Regions from separate parts of the Mus musculus genome. Here regions 2, 3 and 4 are each linked to region 1. Evidence: chromatin contacts called from public capture Hi-C and promoter capture Hi-C data. All regions are on one chromosome and are shown on one strand. Each heading gives the region's core, a stretch centred on a gene start, on an enhancer-like site or on the middle of the called end of the contact. The rest is flanking DNA. Distances are from core to core; before and after follow the strand shown. Region 1 holds the start of Kif1a (kinesin family member 1A). Region 2 holds the start of Otos (otospiralin). Region 3 holds the start of Farp2 (FERM, RhoGEF and pleckstrin domain protein 2). Region 4 holds the start of Hdlbp (high density lipoprotein (HDL) binding protein).

Evidence for each region. Promoter capture Hi-C pulls out the DNA fragments that hold promoters and counts their contacts. Capture Hi-C pulls out chosen DNA fragments and counts their contacts.
Region 2: a promoter capture Hi-C map of stem cell-derived epiblast-like cells shows a contact between it and region 1, with 2.1 times the contacts expected there. The contact joins the promoter of Otos here to the promoter of Kif1a in region 1. A contact is called at or near these places in 3 of 39 promoter capture datasets (embryonic stem cells, liver and stem cell-derived epiblast-like cells) and 1 of 115 datasets of contacts at active chromatin or transcription factors (bone marrow-derived macrophages).
Region 3: a promoter capture Hi-C map of embryonic stem cells shows a contact between it and region 1, with 2.5 times the contacts expected there. The contact joins the promoter of Farp2 here to the promoter of Kif1a in region 1. A contact is called at or near these places in 8 of 39 promoter capture datasets (the C10 cell line, cranial neural crest, embryonic stem cells and 3 more), 2 of 484 Hi-C or Micro-C datasets (cortical neurons and rod photoreceptor) and 1 of 115 datasets of contacts at active chromatin or transcription factors (astrocytes).
Region 4: a capture Hi-C map of embryonic stem cells shows a contact between it and region 1, with 2.9 times the contacts expected there. The contact joins the promoter of Hdlbp here to the promoter of Kif1a in region 1. A contact is called at or near these places in 1 of 39 promoter capture datasets (frontonasal cranial neural crest), 3 of 115 datasets of contacts at active chromatin or transcription factors (embryonic limb bud, epiblast stem cells and stem cell-derived neural progenitor cells) and 1 of 9 other capture datasets (embryonic stem cells).

The regions. Positions count from the first base shown.
Region 1 is chr1:93,100,572-93,103,244 of GRCm38.p6, forward strand. Kif1a (kinesin family member 1A) reads right to left here and starts at 1,303. Exons shown (of 49, transcript NM_001368847.1): 1 at 1,192-1,303.
Region 2 is chr1:92,647,508-92,650,180 of GRCm38.p6, forward strand. It overlaps Otos (otospiralin), which reads right to left and starts at 1,334. Exons shown (of 5, transcript NM_153114.2): 1 at 1,244-1,334.
Region 3 is chr1:93,510,788-93,513,460 of GRCm38.p6, forward strand. Farp2 (FERM, RhoGEF and pleckstrin domain protein 2) reads left to right here and starts at 1,317. Exons shown (of 27, transcript NM_145519.2): 1 at 1,317-1,397.
Region 4 is chr1:93,444,332-93,447,004 of GRCm38.p6, forward strand. Hdlbp (high density lipoprotein (HDL) binding protein) reads right to left here and starts at 1,370. Exons shown (of 28, transcript NM_001301364.1): 1 at 1,249-1,370.

The DNA.
Region 1 (2,673 bases), core at 53-2,552:
TTAATCCCAGCAATGCGGTCCCCTCTTAGGAAGGCTAGCCACTGGGGGACGGGTCCTCTGGTCTCTGAGAGAGAAAAAATTCCCATTCCTGGGGACGTGGGCGCGCATCGGGTCCGCGCCCGGGCGACGTCGCGCCGGCGCCCAGCAGGCCCCATGACTTGGCAATCCCTCTGTCCCCTCCCCCTCCCGCTCCCGTTCCTGCGGCCCCCAGCAGCCTGCACCTCACTGCACCGCAGACCCACCCTCTCCCTTAGCCCCAATGTGGTCCCTGTCCCTTCGGGAGCAGAGGGCGGTGGCCTTCCCAAGGGAAGCAGCTGGGGAGAGGAGTGGCTTAATGAGGGAATGCGAGGGTCTTCACAGGCAATGTTCCTAGAGTCAACTGACGCCAGACTCCCCGAGACCTCTGTCATCCCAGACGACGCGTCTCCCAGCCCCCTCCCTCCAGCCTGGGACCACACCTGTTACTGGGGCACTGGCTTTGTAGCCGCCAGGCATGTCTGCTGGTGGTTCCTCCCACACTGTGTCTTTCTGGAAGGGAAATGGGGTCTCTGAAGGGAGGAGCATCGGGAGCACTAGGAGTGATGGGCAGCATTAAGCCAGTGCCTGGCCGTGGCTCCGCATCCCCCGCCCCGCCCGCCTGTTTTGCTGTCGGCTCCAGCATCTGCCCTCCCCCACCAGAGACCAGAGCGGCTGCCCCGCGTACTCTCCCTAGGGCCTGGATCAGCAGCCGTGCCCCGTCTCGACGCCCCTCAGCCTAGTCCTGGTCCCTACTTGGCATCTCTGCCTCCCCTCCCCCGCGGTTCTGTCGCATCCCTCTGGGTAGCTCCTCTGCAGTGGAGGGATACGGGGAAAGGAGGCTGTGCCCAGATCTGCTTGTTCCTCTAGCTGGCGACCTCCACCCACATGGGCCAAGTATCGCGCCTCAGCAAAAGAGTCTTTTCTGTGGCCCTGAAAAGCTTCGCAGGAAGCACTGACACCCCTGAATTCGCCCCTTTGTTCTTCTAAGAGGCGGGGGAAGGTCGGGGGAAGGGAAGCCGCAGCTCCAAGCCCGCGCTTCGGGCTGCGACAAGGACATTGGCGTTGGTCCGGAATCTCCCATCAGATGCACATTTAGTGCGGGTGCCCGATGCCAGGGACAGGTGCGGGATGATGAGCGCGGATGGCGACAGGCCGTGGGGGCAGTAGCCTTACCTCTCAGGCGTCACTGGGGATAGCCGTGCATGGGCACTGGCACCGGGGAGGGTCCCCGATCCTGGAACTGATGCTTCTTACTGCCTGCTCCTGGTGCTGTGACGATGGCACCGCGTGACGGGCTCCGCGCCCCCGACCCGGCCCTCCCCAAGCCCCTCCCGATGCGCTGGTTGGCTGAGCGCTGCGTCCGAGGCTCAGCCGCCAGCTGGTTTGTCGCACAGGGAGAGGGACGGGCAAAGCGGCACAGAAGAGACGAGGTTGGAGCGGGAGGGGGTTGGGGCAGGGCTGTGACATCACCAGTGAGAGGTGGGAGACGGACGCCCGTAATCGGGTGCAGCACCCCCTCGCTCAGCAGTGCCTATCACTCCCAAAGGAGAGGGACCCGGTGGCGCCCAGCTGAACCTGCCTGCAGACCCTGAGCCCTTCCTCATGCTGACTGCTTTCAATTGAAATCATAAAAACTGTAAAACATCCATCTGCAGGACCAAGAGACATCAACACAGGCTTATCGTGGGGGGTGGGGGGAAGGCTAGGATGGGGTTGAGGCGCATCTTTCACTGAAGAGGGGATTTTGGGGCGGGTTAGGGATTTAGACTCCAAGTGTTAACAGGTAGGTCTCAAAAATCTCATCTGGCTTTTGGGCCCTATCACCAGAGAAAAGTCAGAGCGTTGCAGAGAGCTCTGCTGACTGGGTGAAGCTACAGACGGCAGGCTAACCCGCACCTCTTTTCCTCACACATCCTTCCGTCAGGTGGAGATCTCCTCCTTGTCCCCCTCCCTGTTCCATGGGTCCTAGACCATCATCACACACGGTCACTCCAGCCTAAATCCTCAGGACTTCAACCCACACGCTTCCCTGGATCCTCGATGGCAAACCTCAGCCTTCACCAAGTCTCAGATTTTCCTTTTTCAGTGAGGGTTGGCTGGCAGCTGGGTGAATTACAGGGCCAACCACAGCCCGGGGCTGAGTAACTCAGCTAAGGCCTATGGTCAGCTCTCCCACCAGGACTCCCCGCACTGCGGTGGTGGGAGTGATGACATCACGTTACCATAAAACTAGGGTTTCAAGCTTCCTCTTCAAAAAGCTCCTGCCAGCAGCATCCTCTACCCCTGGCAGTTGCTGGGCACTTTAAATGGTTGTCCACTTAATCCACAGCAGCCTGAGTGAGGCGGGGGCCCAACCTCAGTTGGCAACTGTGTAGCAAGAGGCAGCAGCACTGGTAGGCAGCACAGGCCAGATCCCCATCTTCTGACTGAGACTACCCCCTTTCCCGCCCCACCCCTCCAAAGCCGGGGTGGGGGGAAGCTTCACCCCTTTCTGTTCCTCAATATCACCCGAATAAGAATACCTTCAAGGATGGCAGGAACAGAAAGGCACAGTGTTTATGACTCCATTTTCCGCTGCACTTGTTAATCCCGGCACAGCTTTTTCTAGACATTCCTCTCGTTTGGATATTTGAATTGCTAGCATGTGGAGGTATG
Region 2 (2,673 bases), core at 84-2,583, 450 kb before region 1:
TAAGTAAATGTCATTTTTTTTAATGGTAAATGCCTTCCCCAGGGCCCTTGCATTCCTACATTTGATGGGAATCCCAAAACACTGGATTCCATCCTTTAATAATTGCTAGGATTCCTTCTAAAATTCAATGCTTGAGGGCAGGGAAGAGTTCGAATTCTCAAAAGCTCCCAAAGGTCGGGCCCAGGAACAATACCATATAGGATGGGCAAACTTGAAACCTGCCCAGTGACTGCTCAGAAGCCTGCATGATATCCAGTGCATAATATCCCGCCCCACACAGAAACTCGGAGGGAACCTCCAAGGTCTTAACAGTCTGTCTGCTTGGATTCAAGAGATGCTTAGATGTATAAGGCCACTCTGCTGGACAGAGGCCCCTTGTTATCTCCCGTGGCAGTCAGCTTGAAAAGGACCCTGTGGTAACGAACGCCAGGATTGGGAATGAGTCAGAGGTATCTGGCGCCCCCTGCTGTCCATCCATGGACACCACATCTGACTAATAATTACTCCTTGAGCCTCGCAGATGCCCCTGCCTGTACTCTGAAATGCTAGCGCAACCCAAATTCATTCTCCTAGAAGGCAGAGCCCAGAGTAGCTTACCATCATCCATTGAGCTGTCCCAACATGGACACAGGCAGGTGCTCATAATTTAAAGTCTCAAGGCCACAGTTCATCGTGCCAGTGTGTTTTCCTGCATTCTTCTCTGCCACGGAATGGTCCGCCTGTGTTTTGCACTGTTCATACATCCCCGAGCCCCGCAAAGCCTCGGAAGTGGCTTATAACTGATCCTAGAGTCACTTCCTGTTTCCTGGACCGTGGCCAGCATAAGTACTGGGGTGTAGGGGGTGATGGCTCACAGTCTGCCTTCTCCTCACATCTCCCAGACTGACATCTGCCCTAAGTCCTCCGTCCCAGATGGCAGCATTGCCCTCCCGCTTGTGCCTGCAGAGTACCCGGGTGTCCCAGGGACTGAGCAGTACCTCACTGACAGGGCTGGAGTCTTCTGGCTGGATTCAAACCCAAGGAGAGTGGCGTCATGTGACCACACAGAGCTGGGATTCAGAGGTTCTAGAAGTCATGCTGCCCCTTGTCCCTCTAAACATGCCCTGGTAGACACATTTCCTTTGGGAAGTGCCATCCCTGCTCCTACAAAGGAGGGGGGCGCAGACTTCTAATGTCACCCATGTTTGTCCTCAAACACACACATCCCTATCGGACTTTTAAAGAGCTTAACTAAACATGTTACCTTGGACATGAAAAGGGAGAATTCTGGGAGCGTGTTGAGCTGACTTGGCAAAGCCTGTCAAGGTGGAAGTCCCTCCACGCCACCACAGCTGATGCGGGTGTGGCAGCTTTAACAGGAAATCTAGAAGGGCCTGGGGTGAGACAGCCGGTCCCAGGCTGCTTGGAGAACAGGCTCAGAGCTTGGAGTGGAATGTTTCTGAGATGGCCTCCAGGGGGCGCCATGCTCACAGGCTCCTGTGCAGCTGGCCCACAGGACAGGGTTTGTGTTCTGGAATAATCAAAGTCTCCTTCCATGTCATAAGACTGACCGCATACGGATCTGAAGCTGAAATGTGAAAGCATGTGATCACCTTCTTTTAAAATACCTCGTTCTTTTCCTGAACTGACCATAGACTCTCTGAAAAGGTCCCAGGTCAACCCCGGCGAGTACCCCTTCAGAAACCACGAAGAATTGACCTGGATTGGGATGAGATGGGGTTGGGGGGTCCTAGGGACTCCAGTGTGGCTGAAAGAAATACAGGACGCATGGTTACATTTGAATTTCAAGCGACCAGCTTTTCTAGCGGAAGTTTCATGTCTCAAACATCTCCAGGGATCTGTCCCCCAACCCACCCACCCCCAAATATTCACTTTAGGTGAAACACTCATCTTCCCAACACCATATGCACACACAGGTGTGTACACACTTACAATGTGCACAGACAAGCAGGTGTCTATTGCTGTCATCCCATAGAGTATGGGAAGAGGCGGGCTGCTTTGGAGGCTGAGCCTGGGATCAGAAGGCAGGAGCAAGATAGGTGTGGCGCTACCTGAGGCCACCATCTGGAATCAATACTGCACCCCCAATACGCACAGAGAGCATCTGGGTTCCTGGGGGCTAATGGATCCAGAAACCAGCCCAGGCAGAACTGAAAGATCTTGCTGAGGCCAAGGATCCAGGGATTGCTATAGGCCCTGCCCTGACTGCAGGAAGCTCCACTGGTGGCTTCTCGGTGACATAAAGGGTTAACTGAACCACTGAGCCAGGCATCTCACTGGGAAGTTGCCTGGTTCACCACAGCTGCCTCCCTGAGAGGTGGAGTACATACCCTTCCCAGCAAGGAATATTTAGCTTGTGGTCATTTGCGACCCCCAACAGAAGGATGGGTCTCACATGGCCCATGGTTTTTTGTTTGTTTGTTTGTTTGTTTTTTCTCACAGGATTCTTTGTCATCTGCATTTCTCTGCATCATGGGAAAAGATTCCCAGGAACCCAGGAAGGGCTGGTGTTGACCCTGGGCTGTGAAGGATGTCATCTGAGCTTTTCCCACAAGGGCTTCACCACGTCGGACATGCTGACACAAGCCGAAGGATCTGCCTTGGACTCCAGTCAGGGGACAGGATACCAGAGACACAGGTCAGCAGCAACAGGAGTGACATCAATCCAGTGCC
Region 3 (2,673 bases), core at 67-2,566, 410 kb after region 1:
AAATCACTAGGTTGCTCATGTCAAACCTCATTCTTGCCTTGTCCAGTCCAGCTCCTTTTCTTTTTTTTTTTTTTTTTGGTTTTTCAAGACAGGGTTTCTCTGTATAGCCCTGGCTGTCCTGGAACTCACTTTGTAGACCAGGCTGGCCTCCAACTCAGAAATCCGCCTGCCTCTGCCTCCCAAGTGCTGGGATTAAAGGCGTGCGACACCACCCGGCCCAGTTCCTTTTCTTAATGATGGACATCACAGTCAGTGGCTATGGCAGTGGCTGGTTACAAATAAGGGATAGCCAAGGTGGTGGAGGAAGTTGGGAAGCCTACTAAAATTGCAGACCCAGTCAGCCTGAGCTTCTAGGTTGCCTTGGAGAAGCAGAGAGCCCCCCCACCCACCCACCCTCCAGTGGGCTGAGGCCCTCCCTGCTTATCTTAAGGACTTATTGCCAAAGGCTAGAGTTCTATATGAATCGCTTGGGGGCCTGTGTGGATTTATTTAGCCTAGACTGGTTCAAAGGGCTGGCTCCCTGCAGGCCCATTCGCTTAACCAATGGAAGAAGAAAGTGAGTTTGCTGCAAGTCTGAAGTGGAAGGACCAGAATCCAGTCTCACCATTTTTCATTTCCAGAAAGCCTCAAATCCAGAAAGGAACCGCGAGGGCTTCGAGGACTCTTAGCGTAGCCTGCACCTCAAAAGCGTCCCTTTAGGAACAGCTGGTGCCTAAAGACCACGGTTCCACTATTCCCTGGTTGGGCACCACGGATGGAAGGTAGGAAAGAGCCTAGTAGTCAGGGAGGCCTGAATGCCAGAATAGTCCCGCGAGCTTGAAGTCCAAGGCCCCACCCAGAATCGGGGCTGCCCTGCTTGCCAAAGCCAGGCTGTAGGCTGAGACCCGCCCCTGTGCCAAAAGTCCCGCCCAGGGCCACCCGCATTCCAGAGTCCAGGTCTGGGGTAGTCCTCCCGTTGTTCCAAAGCTGCGTCCAAGATAGAATCCTCCCGTCGCCTTGTCAAAGCGAAGACTAAGACGGAGAACTCGCGGGTTTCCTAAGTCCCACCCAGCACAGAGTCCTCAGGTCCTAAAGCCCCTCCCAGGGCCGAGGACACGCACAGCCCGCCGAAGCCCTGTTGCACCCGCGGAGAAGCTGCACAGCTTTGCTTCTGACTTTATGGGGCTCCCTCGCCCCGCCCTGTCCCATGTGATCACCAATCAGAGCTAGGTGCTGCGCTCGCAGGCGCCGGTCGGGAGGACCCGCCCGCAGGCCAATCGGTGGTGCGTCCGCGGGGGGGCGGGGCTGCGGCGGACGCGCGGCGGGGGCGGGGAAGCAGCTAGCTGTCGGGATCGGGCGGCGCGGGCGCAGGACGTGGAGGAGGCCTGGCTGGCGGCGGCGCAGGCCGGTGTGGCACGGTGAGGACGCGGCGGCCGTGGGCGGGGGAGGGGAGCGAGCCGCGCAGGGGCGCTGGGTTGGGCATGGGCTTCCTTCGTTGGCCGGACCTCAGCGGAACCCGAGCCGGACCAGGCCTGAGGCTGGCCGTCCACCAGAGAAAGTCCACGCCCGGCTCTGAGGCCTTCGTGAGGCGCGCCAGAGTCCGCGTTTGACAACACACGTCTGTGGACGGCCTGTCGGTGGAGGGCGAAGGGAGGGAGAGTCTCGGGTCCAGTCTGGATGTCCGCTGAGGACTGGCTGGAGAGTTGCTTTTGTAGATGGGCAGTCTGGGGAGGGCTGAGAGCTGCAGAGTTCCAAGGAGCCAGGCTGTCAGCAGAGTACTGAGGACAGGAACAGCACACGTGGAGACCAGCTGTCGAGGAAGGGGGGTGATCAGAGTCTCAGCATCTCTCGTGGACACTGAGTGTCCCGTGATGGGTTAAGGGCCACAAGAATGTCCTGCTGAAGACCGCCCCCACCCCCAGGCCAGTGCTCTACAAAGCACCTTGGGAAGCAGCACCCGGAGCCACAAATGAAAGCCCAGAAGGGCATTCTTTTTTCTTCTCGGCCTTTCCTTCAGAACTGAGACTCGGATATTCTTACTCTGCTAAGATCTAGAAACAGTACTGGCCCACTGCCTTTTACTCATCCGAGATTATAAGCACCTTTGCCATTTACACACGTGGCAGTGATTTCTTAAACTCTTTCATGTCCCAGTAATGGTGATGAAAAATTGAAATGAAAACAAGGCATTCGTGAAGGAAATAATGTCGATACACCGTGCTGAGAAAGAATGGAGAGCCTTAAGATTCCGGACAGAATCTTTAAAGGGGTGGCCTTTCTCCCTAGCTTTGTTCTGTTTCCATGAGGTGTTTTTGACTGGGCCACTGTGAAAATATTTGGTAATTAGTGGGTAGCACCGAATTAGAGTCGGTCTTGTGGAGACGGCATTATGATCAGCAGCACAGATTCTCACAGTGTTAGCAAGATGGAAAGGTCATTTGAAATGGGGAGGTATGAAGTAACCTTTACTTGTAGGCCAAATAAAAGTTTTGTGAGTTTCGGGACGTGGGAAGGCATTTGTGAAGCGCTTTGTGGCTGTTTCGTTGTCAGTTCTAAAGTTTTCATATATCCCTGTCCCCCACCGTTTTTTGTTGAGACAGTTTCCATAGCCCGGGCTGGCCTCCAACCCGTCATCCTCCTTTGTCAGCCACCTGAGGGCTGAGTGTAGGTGGAGCACAGGGGTGCGCCATGGCT
Region 4 (2,673 bases), core at 120-2,619, 340 kb after region 1:
AACTTGAACTAAAAGAAGAGAGGTAGAAGCCCAGAATCGGGGAGCAACAGGGCCTCCTGCGGGAGAGCAGTGAGGCTGTGGCAGCTGGAAACCTGTTGTTAATCCAGAAAATAGAAAAAGCTGTATGTGAAGAATCCTTCTTGATTCTGAACAAGGAAGTATTTAAATTGATTCCCCTGTGCTAAGTTGTGCCAACTACTTATGTAAGGGGCAACACTATGCAAGGAGAATTCAGTTATGCTTCAGAAAGAATTTCCTATCAACCTCAGCTAGAGGGACTCAAGTTCTTTATACTGTAGGCCAGTCTACATGGAGGGCACTGAAAACCTCCACCTTGAAAACCTTCAGCTGAGATGCAGGTTTCTCTTCCAAATTTGAAACTTCACTTTTACGTCCTCAGAAGCTTTTCGAAGGTGCCCTCTCCCCACCAAATACCGAAGAGTACAAACTCCAAAATTAAAAACAAAACCCAGCTATGCTGAGATCACAAACTATGTCTGTGACTACCAAGGCCGGCCCAGTGCATTACCCAGCTCTGGAAGTCAGAGACCCAGCCTGGGAGGAACTTTCGCAGATGCCACCTCAGCATGGCCCTCCCACCGGCCAAGAGCGCCCGCGGGCGGGGACAGGCTTAAAGGGACAGTATCCTGCTCGGCCTCCCTGCCTTTCATCCAAATTCGGTATTTTTCCGTAATGTATTTTTCACCCATGGACCCTGGGGCGCATCCAAGTAGTACTTGGGCCGGGAGTCCTCCAGTGACCACGTAGCCAGACGCCGCAGGTGAAGGTGCAGCAAGGCACCGCGCGGGACATAGGGGCCCCGGGTGAAGATCCCAGCTTGACGCGAACTAGGGCGCCACTGACCTAGCTAGGTCCGGTCCACAGCCCGTACGGCCGGGCCGAGCTGGGGGGAAGGGGTGCGGGGGAGGGGCCGGCTCGGCAGCCCACGTCACCAACCTGGCCAGGTCGTTCCCCTCCCCCATCGCGGCGGCCCGCCCGGTGAGCTAGAAGTCCAGGCGGTCCGGGCCCGCAAGCAGACCCGCGGCGCGTGGCGGACTTGGGAAAGTTTCTGCGCTCCGGCGCGGCCATGCGCAGAGTGACACGTAGCGGCCCCCGCCCGTCGCGGTAGCTGGAGACCAGGAGCCTGTGCGGCCGGGGAGCTGAGGAACCGACCCCAGCCGTGCTCAGCGGCGACCCCCCGCCGCCCCGCCCCTGGCACCCCCGCCCACCAGCTCGCCCGATCCTCACTCGTGAGTGTGACCACCCGAGAGTCTGTCCGTCTGTCGCTGCCGCTGCGCGGGAGAAGCCGGGACGCTCCGAGGCGCGGCGCCCGGGCCGCCGCTGCTATATAGGGCGGAGGCTCCAATCCCGCCGAGACACGTCAGACCGGCCGCCCGCCCCGCCCGCTGCGGGGTCCCTACAGCGCCCGGGAGCGGACCAACTCTTTAAGAGTTCTGCGGCCTGACAGGGGGCGAGGAGTTGGTAAGTTAATTACCTACAGAGAACAGGCAGGCCCCAGAGCCAGAGGTGCCAGAGTTGAGGCCACCAGAAACTGTGTCACCAAAAGAGAAAAGAAAGCTCTGAGGACCTCAGACAGCAGACAGCCCGGAAAACCATTTTACCATCCCCTAGAGCACCCCCTGATGGAACACATTCTCATTCTCTTCGGGATCTCTTCCTCCTGCTCCCACCTCTACTGCAAATCCTTACTCCATTCCTCAATGTCCAACACAACAAACTCCAAAACTTTCGAAGCCCTCTACACAGTATTATTCAGTGTCCCATATGTACAGACCAGCCTGCAGTGAATTCCTACCTCTCCCATACTCAGTTGGGACAGAGCAGAACCTCTGCCCTCAGAATGCTTCCTCCTTTGAAAGGACTAGTTCTGCCCTGTTGCGTTTATTGACAACTACTTGAAGAATTTGTACACAATCATTATTTTGAACCTCTCCTGAGGTGACATGAGCACACTTCTGACCTATACTGGACAGTGATATGCAGTGATATGCATCAGCACAGAATAGGCTAGTAACCAACAGCAGATGCCCCCACCTTCTTTTCCCCACTTCTGACAACTTTTCACTGTGTAGATTTGTCTCAGCTTCCTTCTCTAGTGTTTGGATTACAAGTGTGAGCCACCAGGTCTGGATAATATGTGCCTTTCTTGTGGGACAATGGTATGTGGAAGGGCTGAAGAGGCCTTCTGTAGTTGTCATTCTAAGGCTTACAAGCATTTGCAGCAGTGAACAAAATAAGCAATCAGACTTAGTATGTACTTAGAAGGTAGCAGCACGGTGATGGGCTCTTGATTGAGGGACTGGGAAGAGCTGCCCTAACTAGACTTTAGACTGAAGGACAAGGGGGGAAAATGGAATGTGCTGGAAAGAATGGGGATGGGGCTGCTGAATAGGAAACTATCTGAAAGTTGAGGTGTCAGAATTGAGAAGTCCAGGAGCCAGTAATGCGGCTGACAGGAACACCACAGTTCTTCATGACATAAATCTCTGAAGGTACTGCTTAAAAGACCAGAGGGCATTTCCAAGCTGCCAGCATAGTCACCGAGTGATAGAGCTTCTTAAAGCCTCTGTAGGCACCAAGTTGTCTTTCCTTCTGTGTTATTATTACTGTGCAAGGTGTCTTTCCCTGGTGATTAACCAACCAGCAACTAGA